2 separate regions of the Arachis hypogaea genome follow, and region 1 is linked to region 2. A link is a contact called in public Hi-C data. All regions are on one chromosome and are shown on one strand. Each heading gives the region's core, a stretch centred on a gene start, on an enhancer-like site or on the middle of the called end of the contact. The rest is flanking DNA. Distances are from core to core; before and after follow the strand shown. Region 1 has its middle 8.0 kb from the start of LOC112707569. Region 2 has its middle 14 kb from the start of LOC114924329.

Region 1 (5,216 bases), core at 2,715-5,214, 46 kb before region 2:
AATATGGGGTTATAAAGGCCCGGGTAGAAATGGGCTTTATAAAAAATATTTGTATATTTATTGGATGATTTTATGTTTTTTATTACTTTGATTCTTTTAATATCTATGATTTTATAATTTTTGCAACATATTCAATAATACACAAATTTTTTCTTCAGTTTAATCTCTTATTTCTATTAGACCTCAAGCTATTTTCTTCTAGAGCCCGTGAAAAAATATGGTGGCCCATTTATGTTTCCTAATGCATCAAATTTCTCATCCCTTAAAAAGTTTGAAGAAATTAATAAAATTCTCATCATTCTCATTATCTCATTCCAAAGACTGATTGAATTGTTAGACTTAAGCAAATACACTTTATAAATCTTTGTAATGTATCTTATAAGATTGTTATTAAAATTTTTGTCAACTGTTTAAGGAAGCTTGTGGAGAAGATTATTGATCTTACTCAATATAACTTTGTTACTTAAAAACACAACATAGATAATAATATTATTATTGTCTAAAAAATTATTTATTTTATGAAAAATAAAAAAAATCTCAGGGGATGGATAATTATTAAAATTGGCTTTGAAAAAGATTTTAACAAGTTAAAATAGAGCTTTATCAAGAATACATTTTTGGACATTAATTTTTTTTTTCATATTATCAACCTTATCATTTTATGCGTCTCCATATTTAAGACAGACGGGAGTCTTGTGAAATAGAAAAGAGTTTAAGAAATTTATTCCTGCTAGAAGTATTCATCAAGGGAATCTCATCTCTCCTTATATCTTTACTTTTTGCTTTGAGCGTCATTCTTAATTTATCAATGCGGCTATTGAGCATGAATGTTGAAAGTCTATCTGTCTCAAAAGAAATAGTCCAGAGATTTTTTATTTTTATTTTGAGAAAAAGTCACAAGCAAACTACCAGACACACTCTTTGTAATTTCATAAAAAAATTTCAAGAATTTCATAAAGTATTTTGTATTGTCCCAATCAAGATTCTTTAGAATACCACCTTATATTAGAGCATATTCTGTATCTCTTTCCCCTAACCTCTCGAATGTCTTTTGAAACTTCAAACCACTTTTAAGTATGATGTATGTAGAGTTCTATCTAGTGGGAACATCGAGTTGAATAGTACACTTGTCTTACATCCTAGCATCCTTAATAAAATTTTTGAACCTATTCATGCGACTAGGGGAAGCACGCACATATCTAGTAGCATTTCTTATCTTGCTAATAGATTCATGCATCTCTTTTAATCCATCGTTAACAACAAGATTAAGAATATGTGCACAACACCTAACATGCAAATGCTCTCCTTTCAAAAGATGTAAATTCCAATCCTTCATTCTAGTTCTTAGATAAGATATTGCAGTATCATTAGAACTAGCATTATCAATAGTAATTATGAACACTCTAGATATTCTCCATCCCAAAAGACATCTCTCAAATTTTCTACCAATTATTTCTTCTTTGTGATTTTTAATAAGACAAAAATTGATAATCCTCTTTTGCAATTTTCAATCATGATCAATGTAAGGAGCAGTGAGACACATATAATTCAGATTTTGCACAGAAGTCTAACAATGAGTAGTTAAAAAAACAGATTGATTTGGTTGTTTGAACACAGTTTTCAACCTATTCTTCTCACTAATATTAAGATTCCAACAATCCTTAACAACAGTAATCCTTCCCGGAAGTGGAAATTTATGTTGCACAATACTCATATAGAATCTGAATCTCTCCCCCTCAACAAACTTGAACGGTAGCTCATCAACAATTATCATCCTAGTAAAGACTTTTCTACACATTTCAGCATTAAAAGTAACTGCAGTAAATACTCCTTCACCCTCTTTTTTTTGTTGGAAGGTAAGGATTGTTTGACTAGGGTCACCCGAGTTCCTAGAAAGTTTTTTACATTGATTCAACAAATGATAACACATATTAGTTGTACCATTTCTATGAGAGTCACATGCATATGATGCACCACACCAATTACATTTAGTCCTATGATGTGATGGCTTGGACTTAGGATCCTTTGTAAAATGTTTCCAAGTCCAAGATCTAGGTCTAGAAGGTTTTCTGTTATTTTTATTGGGATCATTCTTGCCAACCTCTTCATTAGTTTTCACAGTGCTTAGAGCTGGATTTGTAGGAGTTGCTCCCGGAATTGCACCCACATTAATTGAATCAACATTCCTCTTCTTTGATCTAAGATGGGGCGGGGGTTTGATAAACATGTCGTTGTCTGTTGAAGAACGTACCACAGACTCAACATTTTCACCCCCAATTTCAGGCGTCGGTTCATTGAGCTGTTCATTACTTGTTGGCTGCATATATATAAACATAACAATAAAAAAAATTAGCATTTTAACTTATCGACAGCACCAAAAGCATTATTTTCAGCAACAAATTTAACATTTAAACTTGTGAGAACATATTGGAAAGCTACAACAACAAATTGTAAAATATATTAATTATTAAATAACAAATTATGGAACAAGATAACAAATTAAAAGCACGCATATATATGCACAAAAAATACAAAAAAAGCACACATATATAAATCACGTGAAAAAAAAGCAGACATATATATGCAGCTATATAAAATCATATAAAATAAAGGCACACATATAAAATTACATGATTCATGTGAAAACAAAGAAAATGCACTCATATTTACTGTATCTTCATAATAGATATAATTTAAAAGAAAAATACAATTACTTCTTGAGTTTAAGTTAGCATAATTTGAGAAAAATTTATTTTCTGTATTTTACTAGAAACAAATAGATATTTTTTTTATTCAGATTTTATGGTTTGTATTGGATATATTTTTTTCTTTTTCTTTTAAAGTTGATTTTCTGTATTTTACTAGAAGCAAATAGATATTTTCTTTTGATTCAGATTTTATGGTTTGTATTGGATATATTTTTTCTTTTCCTTTTAAAGTTTCAAAAGTTTATTCTAATACTATAAATAAATCAGACACTCCAATCTTACAACATAAATATAAAGCATGAGGTAAGATCAATTCTAAAATCATGTCTCATAATATAGTTTGATATGAAGAATAGTAGCAACAAATATGAACTCCTATAACCACTTAGACACCATGTCAGCAAACAAATTAACCAAATAATTAAAGATGTTTAGTAGAAACTAATAAAAATTGTTAACTTTTTATGGGATAAAATAGAGACCAAAGTTTGGTCAACAAGATAAAAAGAATAGATAGTAACCCACTTTTTATCATCACTCACTAAGTACAGATTTCAGTAAAAGCAACAACAATAAAAATTCTGTAGAAAAATTTCAATCAAACTCATCTTTTTAATTAGGCATAACCTAGCAACAACAATCAGAGATAATAATTTTAATCAAACTTGTCTTTCTAATTAAGCACAAACCAGTAACAACCTTCAGAGACTAAAATTAGAAATCAAACTCATCTTCTTAATTAAGAAGAGACTAGCAACAACAATCAGGACAAATTAAATTTGATATACTATGGTAATATAATGATTTGTGAATTTAACTAATTTAACTAATCAATTAAAAAAATTAAAAATCAAATTCTAACCTCCGAAGAAGACATTGTTCAGGTGCTTTTTGCAGGAGAGGGCTCGGCGACCAGAGTGTTGCTCGACGATTGAGTGCTGCTCCACTTAGGGTTTCTTGCCACGACTTAGGGTTTGTTGCGACGGCTTATGACTAGATGACGGCGTGGACTCAGGACTGCATGAGGACGCAAATTGGACGATGCTGCTGGCTACACGACGGCGCTGCTCTTTGCTACGCCTGCGAGCCTGCGACGGAGATGAAAGGATGACTTGCGACGACTTTGAGCGACGATAGAGGAGTTCCTTGATAGTGGACGGCGCTTTCTGGTTCTCTGGCTCTCTGGCTCTCTTAGGCTCTCATTCTTTCAGGCATGGCCGCATGGAGGAGGAAGAATGGAAGATGAAAGTGAGCTGTGGCCTATTGGTGAATGGGTGTCTGTGTGAGGAGTGAGGACTGAGGGTGAGTGGGTGACTGCGCGAGTGAAAGGAAAGGAGAGTGAGGATATTCAGATTTAGGGTTTTATACCTAGGTTAAATCAGTAAGGGTAAATCGGTAAAAGGAACCATTATGTAGCATCTTTTTCGGTTCGGTTTCTACCAAACCAACCAAAAACTGAACCAAACCGATTGGTTTAATTAAAAAAAAAAACAGAAAAAATCGATTTTTTCTATTTTTCATTCGGTTGTTGTAATTTTCGGTTCGGTTTTGTGGTATTTTTCGGTCTAGTTCGGTAACTTACACCCCTAAATAAGACTGGACGCGCTGAGACGTGATGATATTTAGGTGTGTCAAAGTGTGTCCGGTGAATAATTTTTTATGTTTTATTAAGACACGGTTTGGACATAACAGACACGCGTATCAGATGAGTGTCGGTGAGTGTCATATGCAAAATGTGTCCGACACACGAATCCGACAACTCAATAAAGTGTTCGTATTTCATAGATGATAAGTATGGTTAAAACCCATATCAAAATACTACCCTATAACCCCCTAATACCAGACTTGGTCAGTTCGTAGCTACAAATACTTCAGTACGTACACCACCGCCCAATCACCACACATTTTTTAGTCAAAATATATTATCACGGTCCCTGTCTCACTTAACACTCTTGCCTTCCAATTTCCAAATTTATACTTTTCAGAGTAAAATTGTGGTAGTTTGACAATAAGCCACTGAATATATACTAGTCGTCGAATTCATTGAGGAAAACTCGATCTCGAATCTCATCTTCAAACTCAGATACAAGACTATTATTTGATGCTTTTATGGACAAATACGTAAAATGAAAAATTCGTCAATAACTAGTTAGATCCACCTGTATAATTTATTTGCCTAAAGCATTAAAGTTACATTAAAGACACTATAAGTATGTTCATTCAATTCTTAAACTACAACATCATAATCATCATTTGTACCAAATCTCGTACATAATTAAACATTAATAACTTTTGTTCCGATTAAAACCATTAATAACCTACAATAAACGATAGCTCTTAATTAGTCATATACGTTTAATTTGAAAATTCTACATCACGTTATCGTGTGTTTTTAACTACAACTAAAATTTTATACCCATAATTTCAATGTAATCCCTCCTTTTTTTTATTAATAGTTCATTTTTTAATAAATATTGTATTTTTCCACAAATAATTGTTTAGTTAATA
Region 2 (5,606 bases), core at 901-3,400:
GATGTTACATTTTCTTCTTCTCTTCCTTTTTTATTTTTCAATTTTATTATCGTCATCACCAACAACACCTCTTCCTCTTCTTCCTTCTCTTCCTCCTATTGGAATTTTGTTTCCTCCTTCCTTTTTATCCTCCTCCTCCTCCTCCATCATCATCATCATCATCATCATCATCATCATCATTGTCTTCTTCTAATATGTATCGTCGTTATTGTTATCATCGAATTCAAATTTATATAATGAACAATTTTCGGTTCATTTAGTATTATACAATGGTTTCGTTTTGAGCTAATTTTCAATTCATTCGAGAAGCATGTGTTTCTGAATTCGAATTTATATAATGGACCATTTTCGGTTCATTTGGTATTATACAATGGTTTCATTCATTCGATCACCACAGAAAATCAGAATCAATAAAGATGTTAGCAAAATATCGGTATTGTTGGTTGTTAGAATATAATTAGGATCAATTAGGATCAATTAGTATTATTTAGTATATCTGAATATTTATTATAGGAGATTACGTATTTATATTATTACGATTCTCTTTGTACCTATAAATACCCTTTTATATTGTATTATTCTAGACAATTTGAATAGACAACTTGAATACTCACAAACCTTTTTTCTATTGCTCCCTCTCCCCTTTCTAACATGGTATTAGAGCCATGGTATCCTCCTTGAGGAGGATAGATTGTTTTTCTTCGGTTGAAATTACCGTATTTTTCATACTTTTCTTCCATACCATTTTTTTCTTCTTTTTTTTTGTCACTTCTTTGATGCTTTTTCACCTTACCGACTAGTCTATTCTCTCCTTCTTGTGTCTTTTCGAGTCGAATAATCAAACACCAATGTCATCCGTTGTTTTCCTATTCTCATGAAGAAATCATATAGTTTTCGCTCTCTTTCGTCAGTTTCGTCTGCGTTCTCTTGTGACAGTTCTGTCTGCGTTCTCTCGTGGCAGTTTCATCTGCGTTCTCTCGTGGCAGTTCCGTCTGCGTTCTCTCATAGCAGTTCCGTCTGCGTTCTCTCGTGGCAGTTCCGTCTGCGTTTTTTGGTGGCAGTTCCGTCTGCATTTCGTATGTGTTTTCATGTGGCAGTTTCGTTTGCATTTTTTTCTGACAGTTCCATCTGCGCTTCCTTCAGACAAGCGGCAGTTTCATATCCGCTTCCTTCTGGCAGTTCCGTCTGCACCGATTTTATCAGTTTATGCAATTTTTTCTCTTTATTTCATTGTGTTAAATAAGTTTCAAACTCAAGTTGTCGATGAGGGATGTTAGAATATAATTATGATCAATTAGGATCAATTAGTATTATTTAGTATATTTGAATATTTATTATAGGAGATTACGTCTTTATTATTACAATTCTCTTAATATCTATAAATACCCTTTTATATTGTATTATCCCAGACAACTTGAATACTCACAAACCTTTTTTTATTGCCCTCTCTCCCCTTTCTAACATTGGTGATGACGATAATGATGATGGATGAGGAAGAAGAAAAGGAAAGAGGAAATAAAAAAATTCAAATAAAAAAAAACAGGATGAGGAAGAGATCGAAGGAAGAGGAGGAGATAGATGTGGTGGTATAGTGATGGTGACCATGACGATAATGAAACAAGATGAAGAAAAAGGAAAAAGAGAAAGTGAAGAAGAAGAAGGAGGAGGAGGAAAAGGAGGAGGAAGAAGAAAAAGACGAAATTTCGCAGCGTAATCTAAATGACTTGGATATAAACTTGTTTTTAGATGTGTAACAAGACTAAAAAAAAATGGCAATCAATTTTATTTAGTTAACAATCAGTTAATTTTTTTTCTATAAATGCTCTTTATATCTTCATAATAATAATAATAATAATAATAATAATAATAATAATAATAATAATAATAATAATAATAATAACTCAAACTCGTAATTTTTACTCTGTTATTTTATTAGTTGATTATTGATTTAAAAAAAATTAATTCTCTGTCAAAAGTCAAAACCCATATCAAAATACTATCACTCATAAAATCGCACATCACCCAATCACCATCGTTGTCCTATCCCTAATTTGTGTAAATTAAATCCCCACATGTGTCCCACCAATATGACAAATTTAAAGCAGTTTTGACAATAAGCCACTTTATACAAGTCGTCGAAGTTATGAAGGAAAATATCTCGAATCTCATATTCAAATTCTCATAGAAGACTATTATGCGCCGCTATTATGGAATAATAATATGTATGTAAAATGAAAAATTTGTCCATATCTACTGCTATTTACATCCAGCAGTATAACATATAAGTATGTTTGGCTAAATAGATTAATACAGATATCTCATGATTCTCTAATAATTATCAGTAACAACCTTTAAATTTTTTCACCTTCGATTTTGTGTATTTATGATTTTACGTTGAGACCATTTTTTATTGTCAACTATTTGACTAATGAAATTCAAAAAAAAAAAAAAATTCTGCAACTCTAATCAAACTGAAAATTCTTATCTAAAAATTAAACTGACATTTTTATGTGTAGATATTAACTAAAAAGGGATATAATTATCTGTATCCATTATTATATACATAAAAGTATGATATCATTTTTAATTTTTCTTATCTTACGCATCTTATTTTAAATTAAATCAATTTATATAACAATTTAAAATAGATCGAATTTAGTTAGGATCTTATCTATACATAAACTTTAAATTTGAAGTAATAACTCATTATTCGTTATGGACATTTAACATTTTTAATTATCATATAATTATTATATCCTTCATGCTAAGAAAAATATAATAATTAATATTCAATCTAGATTAAAATAATTATACTTTTATCAAATTAAAATAATAATCAAATAAGATTTTAGGAAAGATTGAAATAATACTTATTAGTGTGCGATTTCATAAATTCAACACAAAACAAATAATGAATTACTCATATAAATTTTACTGACCAAAATTAACATCTAACAATACTTTTAGAATATCAAATAATATAAAGTAATATATTTACTAATAAAGAACCCAAGAGAACTAAAGTATGTTAGTGTTAATTAAGTGAATATCCTTAAAATCAGCAAGTTAGTTAGTTTGTTACTCTCTTTTTAATTAACTACGGCCACACTTCTTACGCCTCTCTTTTCTGTATAAATTATAACTCTGTAAAACTCTAAAGAACTTCCATTCATTTGATTCAATAACAAAATTCATTCTTAACTTTTAACATTGCTTTCAGTTTCAGTTCTCTCACATGGTATCAGAGTTTCGGTTCTGATCCACGGAGGGTTCCATATTTTTCTCTTACTAATACTCCACCGTTCAAGCTTCACAGCTTCAGTTAATAACAACAACAATGGCTTCAATTGCCAATTTTTCAGTAACAATAAAACTAGATGAAGACAACTTCAGGGCATAGAAACACCAAGCACTAGTGTTCATCAAAAGAAAGACAGCAGCCGGAAGCTTCAGGCGAGAAAGAGAGTGTGCCAACGCATCTTTACGAGTCGATCTAGCCTTTCTTTTGCAACTTGCATTGGAATTTTATCTCGAATATCATCTTGAAAAATGAATTGATCATCTTTCCAATTCTATTCCTTAATTGCATGAATCTTGTCTCTTCCGAGATAAGCCTGAGCTTATCTTGGTATAATCGTGTAATCCTTGAATCTTAGGAACTTGCTGTGAATGAAGTTGCTTTCCTTCGTAAACTGTATTCTTCTAAAATCCACTGAGACTTACCAGATTCGCTATGCCTTATTCTCTCTATCAAGGTCTTGATTTAAATTTCTTTTTGAGTTATACCTTAGTTCCTTTTCTTATGTATTTCGTTATTTCTATACAACTCTATTTGACCGCATACAAGACCTTTTTCTAATCTCTTGTGAACACCATTCATATTGCTAGTTCGTCTCTTGAAACTTAGCATCTTTTCAAAAATCAACTCGAGCTGGAATTTACGTCGCATACAACTTCTACATGCAACATTACGACGTTAGTTCCGTAGAGCAAGATTTGTGAACGTGAAAGATGGGACTTATAAGAATGCGACATCAAGAGGAGTTTTGGAGCTTTATTTCTTATCGATCATATTGCCTGTGATTAAGTTGACTCACAAGGATGCACCATTCGTATGGATGCCCGACTGTGAAGAGAGTTTTCGAACTTGAAAGGAGAGATTGATTACAGCGCCAACATTAGTGTTCCTGAACCTAATGAACTTTTCGGAATTACTGTAATGCATTACCGAATGTCTTAGGACATGCACGGAGGCAATATTGTAATATCGAGATGGAAGCCCTAAGCAGGAAGTCTTTGAACATTGTTTGGATGATGATTAAGAAAGAAAAACTATTAAGTAAGTTTGGAGTCTTAAGTGTGATGTTGAGAAAGTGGATGGAGATGTCAGACTGAACCTATTGCGAAATTGCAAGATATTGTAAGGTCGAGAATTTGGAGAGTGCAGCAAGATGATAAGAAGCTACCAAGGATGTTGAAGTCTGTTGAACACGAAAATCAAGAAGAAGATTGAAGGAGACAAAGAAGGAGTAGTTTGAGGTACACCGGAATGATTTGCATGCCGAATGTTGTAAGTAGAGGCGTAAACCGTGACCTAAAGTTCTCAAAAGCATATTTCAAATTCATCCTGAAGTTACTAAGATGCACCACGAATTAAAGTAGATGTTTTGGTGGCCTGGGGTCGAAGGTGGCGCAGCATCACTTGCGACCAAGTGTCTGATGTCTTAGAAGGTAAAGAAAGAGCATTGGAAACTGTACGTTAAGAAGATAGTCAGGTTGTACAAAGTGTCAATCACTTCAGTGTTAGTGTGAACCCAGAGAATCAAGCATCTTAGGTCCCGAAACGATAGCCGAGGAGACAGAAAAGAGATCAAGCAAATTCGAGTTAAGATTCTCATTACAAAAAGCCAACAGAAGAGTTATGTGGACCTGAAGAAGAAACCTTTCAAACTTTAAGAAGGAAGTCCTGTATTTGTGAAGGTTACTTCAGCATACTGGAACTGATGAATAATCAAGACTGAAGCCGAAGTGTAATAAAAAAAGGACTGTTTTAGATTCTAAAGAGGATTGTGTCGGTGGTTTATTGGGCAACTCTACCCCTACATCTTTCAAACCGATTCGATGTATTTCACATCTTGCAGTTTCAAAAGTACGCTTCTGATGCCAATCACATTTTAGAACCTGAACTAGTGTAACTGAGAGAGGATCTAACGCGTCAAGTAACTCCGGTTAAAATTGACAATAATAGTGTTAAGCGGCTACACGAAAAAGGAGTTTTGTTAGTAAAGATTGCTTGGAGTTGAGCTAGAACTGAGGAAGACACCTAGGAACTTAAGTCTGAAATAAGAGAAGACTACTCTTACTTATCTTCAAGTACCTGAATCTGAATTTTGGGAACAAAATTCTTAATTAGGTAAGTAGGATGTAAACCCCGAGAAATTAATAAATAATTAGTCAATAAATTAATTATTATTCAAAAAAATTAGAAAATTAAATTTTATAGTTTAGGAAAGTAGAAATATTAAAAAATACAAATTTTGACACTAATTTTAAAGATTTTGGCCCAAAACCGGGCCAACGGGCCGAACCGATTGGACTGGGCCCAA

What was found. A called contact is a pair of places that touch in the nucleus more often than the background predicts.
Region 1: a Hi-C map of an unstated tissue shows a contact between it and region 2, with 5 times the contacts expected there. The contact joins two enhancer-like sites. A contact is called at or near these places in 3 of 8 Hi-C or Micro-C datasets (leaf and an unstated tissue).

Annotation. Positions count from the first base shown.
Region 1 is chr8:42,451,094-42,456,309 of arahy.Tifrunner.gnm2.J5K5, reverse strand. No RefSeq gene overlaps it. Among protein-coding and RNA genes, the nearest start is that of LOC112707569, 8.0 kb to the right of the region's middle. Within about 2 kb of position 3,964, at least 2 of the 3 cell types and tissues checked have open chromatin away from gene starts, as enhancers often do.
Region 2 is chr8:42,402,450-42,408,055 of arahy.Tifrunner.gnm2.J5K5, reverse strand. No RefSeq gene overlaps it. Among protein-coding and RNA genes, the nearest start is that of LOC114924329, 14 kb to the right of the region's middle. Within about 2 kb of position 2,150, at least 1 of the 3 cell types and tissues checked has open chromatin away from gene starts, as enhancers often do.